2 separate regions of the Oryza sativa genome follow, and region 2 is linked to region 1. A link is a contact called in public ChIA-PET data. All regions are on one chromosome and are shown on one strand. The core of a region is the stretch at or near the end of the contact, and the rest is flanking DNA. Distances in the headings are between cores, read along the strand shown. Region 1 holds the start of LOC4343662 (ribosome-recycling factor, chloroplastic). Region 2 holds the start of LOC4343665 (protein TIME FOR COFFEE).

The links. ChIA-PET counts read pairs in DNA pulled down with a chosen protein or histone mark.
Region 2: a contact with region 1 is called in an H3K4me3 ChIA-PET map of leaf, with 5 times the contacts expected there. The contact joins the promoter of LOC4343665 here to the promoter of LOC4343662 in region 1. A contact is called at or near these places in 11 of 15 Hi-C or Micro-C datasets (leaf, leaf mesophyll, panicle and 1 more) and 4 of 4 datasets of contacts at active chromatin or transcription factors (leaf and seedling).

Annotation. Positions count from the first base shown.
Region 1 is chr7:23,230,681-23,235,405 of ASM3414082v1, reverse strand. It overlaps LOC4343662 (ribosome-recycling factor, chloroplastic), which reads right to left and starts at 2,597. Exons shown (of 11, transcript NM_001422220.1): 1 at 2,413-2,597; 2 at 1,280-1,394; 3 at 1,128-1,194; 4 at 942-1,037; 5 at 505-602; 6 at 309-420. The coding sequence starts at 2,500. It overlaps LOC4343661 (mavicyanin), which reads left to right and starts at 4,129. Exons shown (of 2, transcript XM_015789555.3): 1 at 4,129-4,385. The coding sequence starts at 4,175.
Region 2 is chr7:23,282,903-23,287,829 of ASM3414082v1, reverse strand. LOC4343665 (protein TIME FOR COFFEE) reads left to right here and starts at 1,951. Exons shown (of 13, transcript XM_015791132.3): 1 at 1,951-2,815; 2 at 2,908-3,074; 3 at 3,174-3,498; 4 at 3,596-3,992; 5 at 4,116-4,167; 6 at 4,340-4,426; 7 at 4,529-4,772; 8 at 4,865-4,927. The coding sequence starts at 2,275.

The DNA of each region.
Region 1 (4,725 bases), core at 1,348-3,847:
AGAGACCTTATTTTGTATAGAACATCGGCCTTGTTTATGTTAACATACTTGTAAACACAAATTAGGTGTCTATGTGGGTTTGAATGCAAAGTTTTGAAGTTCAAAATACTGTAACTTCAATGAACATAAGGCATTTATTTTTTGTTCTCAGGAACAATACAGCTCTGCTCAGCTAATCCTTAATGTTTTGGATGGCAAGAAAACGCAACGTACAAACTTGCCAAACAAAATTTTCCATATGGAATTATGGACCCAGAATTACCAAGTAACCACACATAATTCACACAGATGAAATTCTAAAGCATTACCTTTCTGCGGTCAGAAGTCAATGGTGGAACAGTGACTCGAATCACTTCTCCATCATTGCTTGGTGTAACCCCCAGATTTGCAGCAACTATTGTTTTCTCAATGAGCTTGAGGCTGCACCGCATGAGTGTCATTGTGTCAACACTATTGATGGAAAACTCAATACCAACACTGAAGTGGGAATAATAAACAGCTTACGAGGATTTGTCATATGGCTGAATAAGGAGAGAAGTTGCATCTGGAGTGTTTATCTGTGCGATGCTCTTCAAGTTCACTGGAGTTCCATAATACTCAACCTGTAACAAAATTCTCACACATAAGGCATAATAGGATGTTCAATTTTCACAATTTTCTGTCCTAAAGAAAATCCTTTGCTCTAGTTTTAGTTACAGAAGGCGATCAAATTATCCAAACAGTCTGCATATGGTATTTGAGCAATAGTTTCATTCCTTGTTTGTGTTTGTTATTAGCCAGCCACAATAAATACCAGCCCAGACATAGGTTCAGTTAAGAAAAGCACACAACAGTAGCATGTGTATGGAATGATAAAGTATGCATTGAGTGTAATGATAAAAGATGTGATCATGCAAGAGTTACTTACAAACAGAAAAAGGAACAAGGCTAAGTCCTCACACCTCAATCCTGTCAAGCATAGCTGGGTTTGCCCGCCCTGTCCTCACAGTATTGAAGTTATTTTGGACTGTTTCAATTGCCTTTTCCATCCTTTCTCTCTGAAGATGCATATCTGCAGCTAGTGAGCCCCCAAGGCACAAAAAAGGAAGGCAAAATACCCATTCAGTGAGAAGATGCATTGCACTTACAGCTTGGTCTTCAATGACAGATTTTTCTGCCTCAATTTCTTCAATAGTGGCATGCCTCAATACTGCTCTGATAACATGATAATCACAAGTTATTAAAGCTTAATGTGGAGGGTCGATCAGTGGGATAAATATTTAAATCCAAAGTAGCTTGCCTCTTGTCCGAGTTTTGAAGAATAAGAGGCCTGCTATAGAAGCGCATTGGTCCAGCACGGAGACTCATGAAGTTTGTGGAGGAGCTTAAAATGTTTGGGCGTTCTGGAACACAACCTGTCAAGCACAACATCCTCTGGTGAGACCATGCATATAGGAATACGCGAGGAGCGCATTTTTGTATTAAGAGGAATAAAAGTTATTTACAGTCAAATACAAAGCAGCATGGGACTGAGACAGGATACAAGCAGGAAATCAAAGGTGTACGTCTCGCGGTCTGTTTTGGCTACAAAATTCCCTCCTAAAGATCAGAGCTGGGATGGCTTGGTTTGCTTGACGCCATAGCGTGGCCTCTGCCGCCATTCCCTTCACGATGTCCACCCAGGTCCTTTGTTGCTGATTGAATATCCGGCCATTTCTTTCTTTCCAAATTGTCCATGCCACGAGCGTGACTACCGTGTCAAAGCCCCGCCGAAGATGCTCTCGAATTCTTATTCGACTGCTGCAGAGCCATTGGTAGAATGATGGTTCATTCACCGGCAGACACTCAGGGTGCCCAATTGCCCTTAACACCCACCACCAAAGTTGTCTGGATTCTGGGCAGCCAACAAGAATGCTAGACAATCCCCATTAGAACGAGTCTTTTAAAGAATGCGTCAAAATCATTAGGGGCTAACGAGTGGCAATTATTTTCTGATGTTTAGTAGTATTTACTAAGTGAAAATATAAACCCCAGCAGCTTTGGGGGGAACACACTGTAAACCCCCACCAAGTTTGAAGCATTTCGTCTTGCTGATATCGTTAAACTTAATCTGGCCATGAAATCCTGAACCAAAGGCATATCCAACTACCAAAACGAGATTGTTCGGTAATGTTAGATGCTATACTATTACAGATACAATCACCGTTGTTCATAGCCACAAAAACCACCTTATTCTGCGAACCGGAGAAACAACGGAAGCATCAAGCCGGTTACGAGTTACGACCGCAGCGAAACGATCAACCCAAACCACAGCAACCAACGAGGCGTCACGCATTTTCCAGGATGGCGATATGCCTCGGCGGCCTCCAGTGGGTTCCAAGGCCAAAGCCTCGCGCGGAGCAGCAGCAGGAGTGAGGAAGGGGGGCGGCCTACCTGGGCGCTGCGGGACGCGCGCGGCGGAGGAGAGCGCGCGCGGCGGGGCGGCCGCCGCCGCGGGGGAGACGGCGTGGAGCGGCGGCATGTACGCGCGCGGCGTCGGCGTCGGCTTCTGTGGCGGAGCGCGGGGGGGTTGCCGCGGAGGGGAGTGGCGGATTGGTGTGGATAAGGAAGCGAGGTTGGGAGGAGAGGGACGAGAAGAGGGGTTTATGCTGTCGGGGACTCACGTGGGCTTGGGCCCAACTGATCAATAATGGGCCGTTTCAAGTTAGCCCAAGTAAGTTGGGCCGAATGTTTTAGCACCGACAAGCATCAGACTCGGTTTCAAACGGATTCACGACCGCACAGATCAGGTCTCTCGTACTCGTTAGACTCGAGTGAGTTGGTTTGGACGCTGGTCAAAAAAAAAAAAAAGTAAACTCTCGAATAAAGAAAAGGAAAAAAAATATAGCTCTAGTGACAGTACTCACTCTAGTTCTATATTAATTGACGTTTTGGATAAGGTTGAGGTTAAACTTTTATAATTTTGACCACCAATAACTTTAAAAATAAAGAAACTAGAAAAACATATATAATTTTGTCTTTCAAAACACTATAATAAAAGTAAACATACATTTATTTATTGTATATATTATAATAGAAAAATAAGGTTAAAGATATATCTTGTAGAGCGTGTCATTGTCCAAAGCGTCAATTAAAATGAAACAAAGGGAGTAGTATTAGTATATCTCGAGCATTAAGGCCCTCTTTATTTAGGCTTAGGCTTATTGGCCTAGACTTTTAAGTCAGCTTATTGGCTTATATGATTTATAAGCCGGTGGATTTAATGTCCTAAGTTTAGTAGTTGAGTCATATATCTACCTCACATAAACCAAAAAAACTTCTCTAACCTAACTTTTGGCTTAATAGTGTTAGAGTGGCTTATGGCTTTAAAAAAGCCAAACGGAAAAGCTGCTTGTTTGTTTAGGTTTAGACTTTTCGACTTATAAGTTGGCTTATAACCCTAAACAAAGAGGGCCTAAATCCAATCCGACAAACCAAAGTAGTACTCCCTCTGTCCCAAAATAAGTGCAGTTTTGCACTATTCATGTTCAACGTTTGACCGTCCGTCTTATTTGAAATTTTTTTATGATTAGTATTTTTATTGCTATTAGATGATAAAACATGAATAGTACTTTATGTGTGACTAAATGTTTTTAATTTTTTCACAAATTTTTCAAATAAGACGGACGGTCAAACGTTGAACGTGAATAGTGTAAAACTGCACTTATTTTGGGACGGAGGTAGTAGAGTACAAAAATCTTTGCTGGAACAAAGAGCGAGAGATCCCGTATGCTGTACGTTGTCAACGGAGTAAGGATCACGCCTCAGCTACAGGCCATACTGCGCCAACATCACAAGTTCACAACCGAGGCCCGAGGGCAATCTCGGCATTCGCACAACCGATTCAACGCTTGCAAGCGGCAACAAACAGCCGACGCCCCCACACCGCCACACCACACGCAGTCGGCGCCGCGATGATAAAAGGCGAGAGAAATTTACCCACGAGTCGCTCGCGCGGTGACTGACACACCGTGGCGATGACACACGCCGAAAGGAAAGCTTGGCCGCGGCGCGGGGGCATTTTCGGGAGGAGACACGACCACGACCCCACGAGGGGATCGAAAAGTTGCGGAGCTTTTATTTAACCGGCCGGTTTGTGCCACTCTCGCCACTGTCCTAACCTGCACTTCGCTCTCTACTCCTCTCGCTCTCGGTCATGGGTGGTGGTGCGGCGGCGAGCAGGGTGTCGTCGGCCATGGCCGTGGCGGTGGCGGCGGCGGCGGCGTTGGTGGTGATGTGGGCGGGGACGGCGACGGCGGCGGCGGCCGTGTACGAGGTGGGCGACAAGACCGGGTGGACCATCATGGGCAGCCCCAACTACACAGCCTGGGCCGCCTCCAAGAAGTTCCATCTCGGCGACACCGTCGGTACGTACGTTTCGTGGCGAGTTTATCCCTCTCGCTCACGCGTTCTCCGCTCCTCCTGCTGCATTCCGGCGTTTTATCTCCTCAGAAACATTGGTGCGAACGACACACGTTTGTAGTTTTGTTGCTTGAACATGAATCTTGCCATGTGCAAGACTGCAAGTGCAAGTTCGTTGTTGAGACAAAATCTAGTAAGTAGTAGCCTTTTATCAGACGAATCAGTCACAGAGAAGAAGGGAAAAGAAAAGCTTCAGTAAAAACCCGGTCGCTGTAACCATGTTACGTACTGTAGCGTCCACATGGTGCCTGCCCGCTGCCCGGGCACCCGGCTGGCTAACAGTAA
Region 2 (4,927 bases), core at 702-3,201, 53 kb before region 1:
TGGTCCCCCCCCTACCACTCCACCACACGCTTTTCCCACTCCCGAACGAACCAGACACCCCCACCCCCCGTCTCCCCCGTGGAAAAACATATAATTAATATAATAAATAAATGAAAATAAATCGCCGACCGGGCCCCGCCGTACGTTGGGCCCACGTGTCACTGGCTGGCGAACAGGGAAAAGTACACGCGGGTCTGTGCGCCACTCGCCTTTTCTTTTCCTTTTTTTTTCTCTCCTTCACGTCTCTCTCCTCCCGCGCGGGGAAAAAAGAGAAAAAGAAAATTGAAAAAAATATCATGGCTTATCCTGCCGCGTGGGCCCCACCACATCCTCCTCCGCCTTTTTCCCCCTCCGGTGGTGCACGACAGCCTATGGTGGACCGAGACCACGTGTTGCCCCGCGTGAAGCGTCCACCACCAGCCGGGGGTTAAAATGGTTAATGAGCGGGATTAACACCTAATCTGGCTGGTTAACTAGCGTCATTAGTGGAGTAACTGCTAATGCTATTGCTAGTAGATTTTTTTTCTACTATCCACATAATAAAACACAATTCTCCAAAAGACCGGGGAATTTCTGAAGTACTCACTCCGTCCATCAAAACCAATATAGTACGTACTTCCTCCATCGCATGAAAAATCAATGTAGTACTGAATGTGACATATCCTATTATTATGAATCCTGACATATATATATTTAGATTTATTGTACTATAATTTGTTACATCTAGTTCTAAATTTATATTTTATGAGATATAGGAAGTATGTCTAATTATTATATTTGTGGTTAAATCTGTCCACGTAGACGCATGAAGAATTAACCCTCGGTGTTAAGCCAAAACTACTGGTGACGACGCACGTGATTCTTTTCATTTAAATAAGAGCTTGCACGAACCAAGTACGTCACTAGTAGAAAATGGTAGAAGTACCCATTCGGATTCCGAATACCGCAGCAAAGATTAACTCTATTGGTACTCCGTATTCAGGTTTCTTTGCTTAATTTAGTGAGTAGATCGAATATTTTAGTTGCAAGTGATGGCTTCTTCTCGATCCCCTTGCTGGATTGATGAATGATGGCGGAGCTGACTAGAATACTCCTAAAATTGACCAATTTTCGAAATTAAAACAGTATTTTTATCGAATTTTATATTCGGCATAATAAATTAATAAATAGCATTAGTATTTCAGAAATAGTGCGAGTGAGAGTAGTGCTGTGAAGGTTGGTGGCTAGTGGGCGCCCACGTGACGTCATCGCACTGCCACGTCGGCGCCCACGAGTAGAAAAAGCGAAGAGGGGTGAGGGAGGCTACGTCCGGTTCGTGGGCCCCACCGTTAATGCTTGCCTGGAGACTTTCCGCCCTTTTAACACAAGCGCAGCAACCGGTGCGACGCCGTGCCACGTCAGCCCCGGTAAACCCCCCCGCCCTCCCCACTGTCCAGATCAGGACCATCTACATGGCCCCACAAGTGGGTCCCACCAAAAGCGGACAACGAGCCAATATTAAATTCATATAAAATAAGGCATAATATTATTTTAGTGCTGATTTTATTAAAATATACCAGAATTATTTTAGTATTTTTCTTTAGGGGGCTAAATGGGGACCCTTTTTCCCCATCCACCACCCACCTCCTACTGCCGGTCGACGCTTAGATTTTTCCCGCCCGCGGGCAACCGCCACGTGTCGGTTTCTGGCCCATGCTTGAGCCGTAAGGAAGAGAGATTTTATTGCGCGGGGGTTCGGTGGTAGCGTCGCTCTCGGACCCCCCGCGTGTGGGCCCCACCTCCCTGCCCCGATCCGAGGGCGGCGGTGCCCGCCACGGTGGCGCAACGCGAGCCCGTGGCCGTCGGATGCGGGATCGCCGGGCGCGCGTATCCGGGCCGTCCGATGCGGGGATGGAGGGGGGGGGGGGGGGTGGCAAGCGACAAAACGAGGATGAGGCGAGCGGGTTGCCTAGAAAGCGAGCCAGACGGAAGGCCAAGGCAGAGAGGGGGAGGAGGAGGCCACAAGACGAGAGAGCAGCGGCGAGAAGAAGAGGAGGCCACCACCATAGCTGAGGAGGAGAGGAGAGGAGAGGAGAGCCAGAGTAGTAGGAGTAGCCTAGAGAGAGAGAGAGGGGATTTGTAGCGAGAGGAAGAGGGTCTCTCTAATCTTAGCGGAGTGATTTTGATTTTGGTTGGATCTTGTGGTGTTTGGTGGTGAGGTTTGGGGGAGGAATCCGGGGAGGAGAGGAGGGGATTTTGGAGGAAGATCGGGGGGCGCATGTCTCAGATCTGAGGATGGACCGGATCCGGGAGGGGAGCAGGAGGGCCGGGGTGTCCGGTGGTGGGGGCGGCGGTGGGCCGCCGCCGCCGCGCCGGCGGCTGAGGAGCAGCGGCGGAGGCGGCGGGGGAAGCGGAAGCGGCGGGCCGAGGGACTCGCCTCGCTCCGAGAGGCGGCGGGGTGAGAGGTTGATGCTCAACGGCGGCGGCGGCGGCGGCGGCCGGGACGACGACGACGACACCTCCGACGAGAGCCTCGGCGACGACGACGAGGACGCCGACGAGGAGCTCGCCGCGTCCGCGCCGCGGTACCCGCCGGTGCAGCGGCGGTCGCCGAGCACCGCGCCACCGCCCTCGCCGCCCCAGCCCAGCGGCGGCGGCGGCCATCACCATAGCAGTAGCAGCAGCGGCGGCGGCGGCGGAGGCTACCACAACCATCACCACCATGGAGGCCAGCCGCAGATGCAGCGGAAAGGGGGCTCCAATCCGAAGAGCCCCATCGTATGGAAGGCCGCCGACGAAATGATCGGCGTGCCGGTTCCGAGGAAGGCTCGGTCAGGTATGCGCTTGGAAACCACCGGAAATTTTGGCATCTCCGGTGTTCTTCGTTCTTCTCCATATGGCTAACTCGCTCCCCTTGATTTTCTTCAGCTTCTACAAAGAGGAGTTCGCACGAGTGGTCGGTCCCCGGCGGTGGAAGCAGCGGCGGCGGCGGCAGCGGTAGCGTCGCTGGAGACACCTCACAGATCCAGCGGCCGTCCTCACGGCCGATCTCTCCAGCGTCCGGCTCTACCACCGGACCTGCAAGGAAGAAGCTGGTAGGTGTCACACATCTCCTCGCCTCCTTGGCTTGCTGATTTTTCTCTCGGTTTTTAGCTGATTTTTTTCTGTTGGTTTTTCGCCGCGTCTCTTCACAGAAACATCTTGGTGGCAGTGGGAGCAGCGGCGCTTCAGGGCAAGCACCCAAGCAGCGGCCTTCGCCGGCATCAGCTCCGTCGACAGCGCCACCGCAGCCTCCCCCGCCGAAGATTTCGAAGTCGCCGTCTTTCATTCAGGAGGAGATCGAGGTCGCCGAAGTTCTCTTCGGCCTCACGAGGCAGTTCCCGTGTCCTTCCAAGCCAGTGGAGAGCAACCACAAGCTGGAGGTCAGGGACGCCCCGGAGGCCAAGTCCGGGAACTCCTCGCCGGCCCCGTCGTCCTCGGTTGCACGGCCATCCGATTCGACATCCGTTGCTACAATAGGTTTGAGCCTCTTTCACTTCCCTACTTGCAACGATTTCTTCTTTGCCAATTTTGGGTTTCTGGGAGCCTCATCTCATCTTTTGCCTGCTTATTGCAGCGCCAAAGAGGAAGCGGCCACGGCTCGTCAAGTACGACGACGATGTCCGGCCAGCGAGCCCGGCGAAGCCAGACTTGGCTGAGCCGTCCTCGAGGCCAGAGACGCTTCCGGCATCAAGATCGGATGCAAAGGCGTCGGTGTCGGCCGCTACCGACAGTGGCACCACCACCGCCACCGCTGGTGCGCAGCACGAGGCTATGCGGGAGCAGGAGAAGAGGGAGGACCATAGGAGTCGAGATTCGGAGCTCCGGCCAGGCGAATCAGATCGCCGGGATCACAGGCCGGAGAGCCGGGCAGAGCCGACGCCGCCGGCGCAGCCCTCAGGCAAGCCGGATGGTGAATCGGCGGCGGTCGTCTCCGAGGCTAGGAACGGCGAGGCCACCGCCGCGACAAAGATGTGGGTCCTCCTGGATTTTTATATTATTCGGTGTTGCGATAACCATTATTGTTTTTGGATTGTGCCGATCTGATTAAGTGATTAGTATATTCACAATTTGTGTGAACGATATTTTTTTTTCAGTGAGCTGGCATCTGATGGAGCTCGGCAAGAAAAGTTTTGCATTGATCTCATGGTGGGTATATGCTTCCTTGTGTGTGTGGTTGAATTGGTCTTGCGGAATTTGTTGGGCAATGATTGAAAGCGACAATTTTTGCCGCAATTGTTGCTTGGTTTTTTCTCCCCTTTTCTTATCTTTTTTTGCTCCTTTTCTGACTTCTTTTGTTTTTAATTTTTTTTGGTTCCAGGCTCCTCCTCCTGGGAAGTCTCCTGATAGAGATGGTGCTTCCGACCCTGATGTGGATAAGAAGGGATTGGATTCTGAGATGGACATGGTGTGAACTTCAGTTTCACCAATTTTTTTTAGTTCACCTGCTAGAGCATTGGATTTTTGGACACTGATTGACCATTTTATTTGTGTTTTGGTTTGATTTTAGGCTGCGAGAGGAAATTCCGAAAAGAAAGACGCAGAGAGGCCACGGAGAGGGCTGGAGATCAATTTGGAGGATGATAAGATGGTGCAGAGGATGCCAGCGGATGAGGTTGCTCCAAAGAAACTCACGCTGCAATTGGATTTGGAGAAGCCCAGCCTTGGTGACGAAAAGTCCCCATCAGAACGACGGCCACAGCCGGCATTGCAGCAACAGAAACCTAAGAATGAGATAAAGCATGAAAAATCTGGTAAGAATTTTGCTATATTCGTTTGCAAATTTGGTTCTTTTGGTTTTCGAAATGTGGGAGTTTTCTCATCTGGAATTCATCCTCTCTTGCAGCAATGCCTGCTGTTACACCACCTATGCCGATACCTGTTGGAAGTTGGCTGGGGAGTTTTCCAC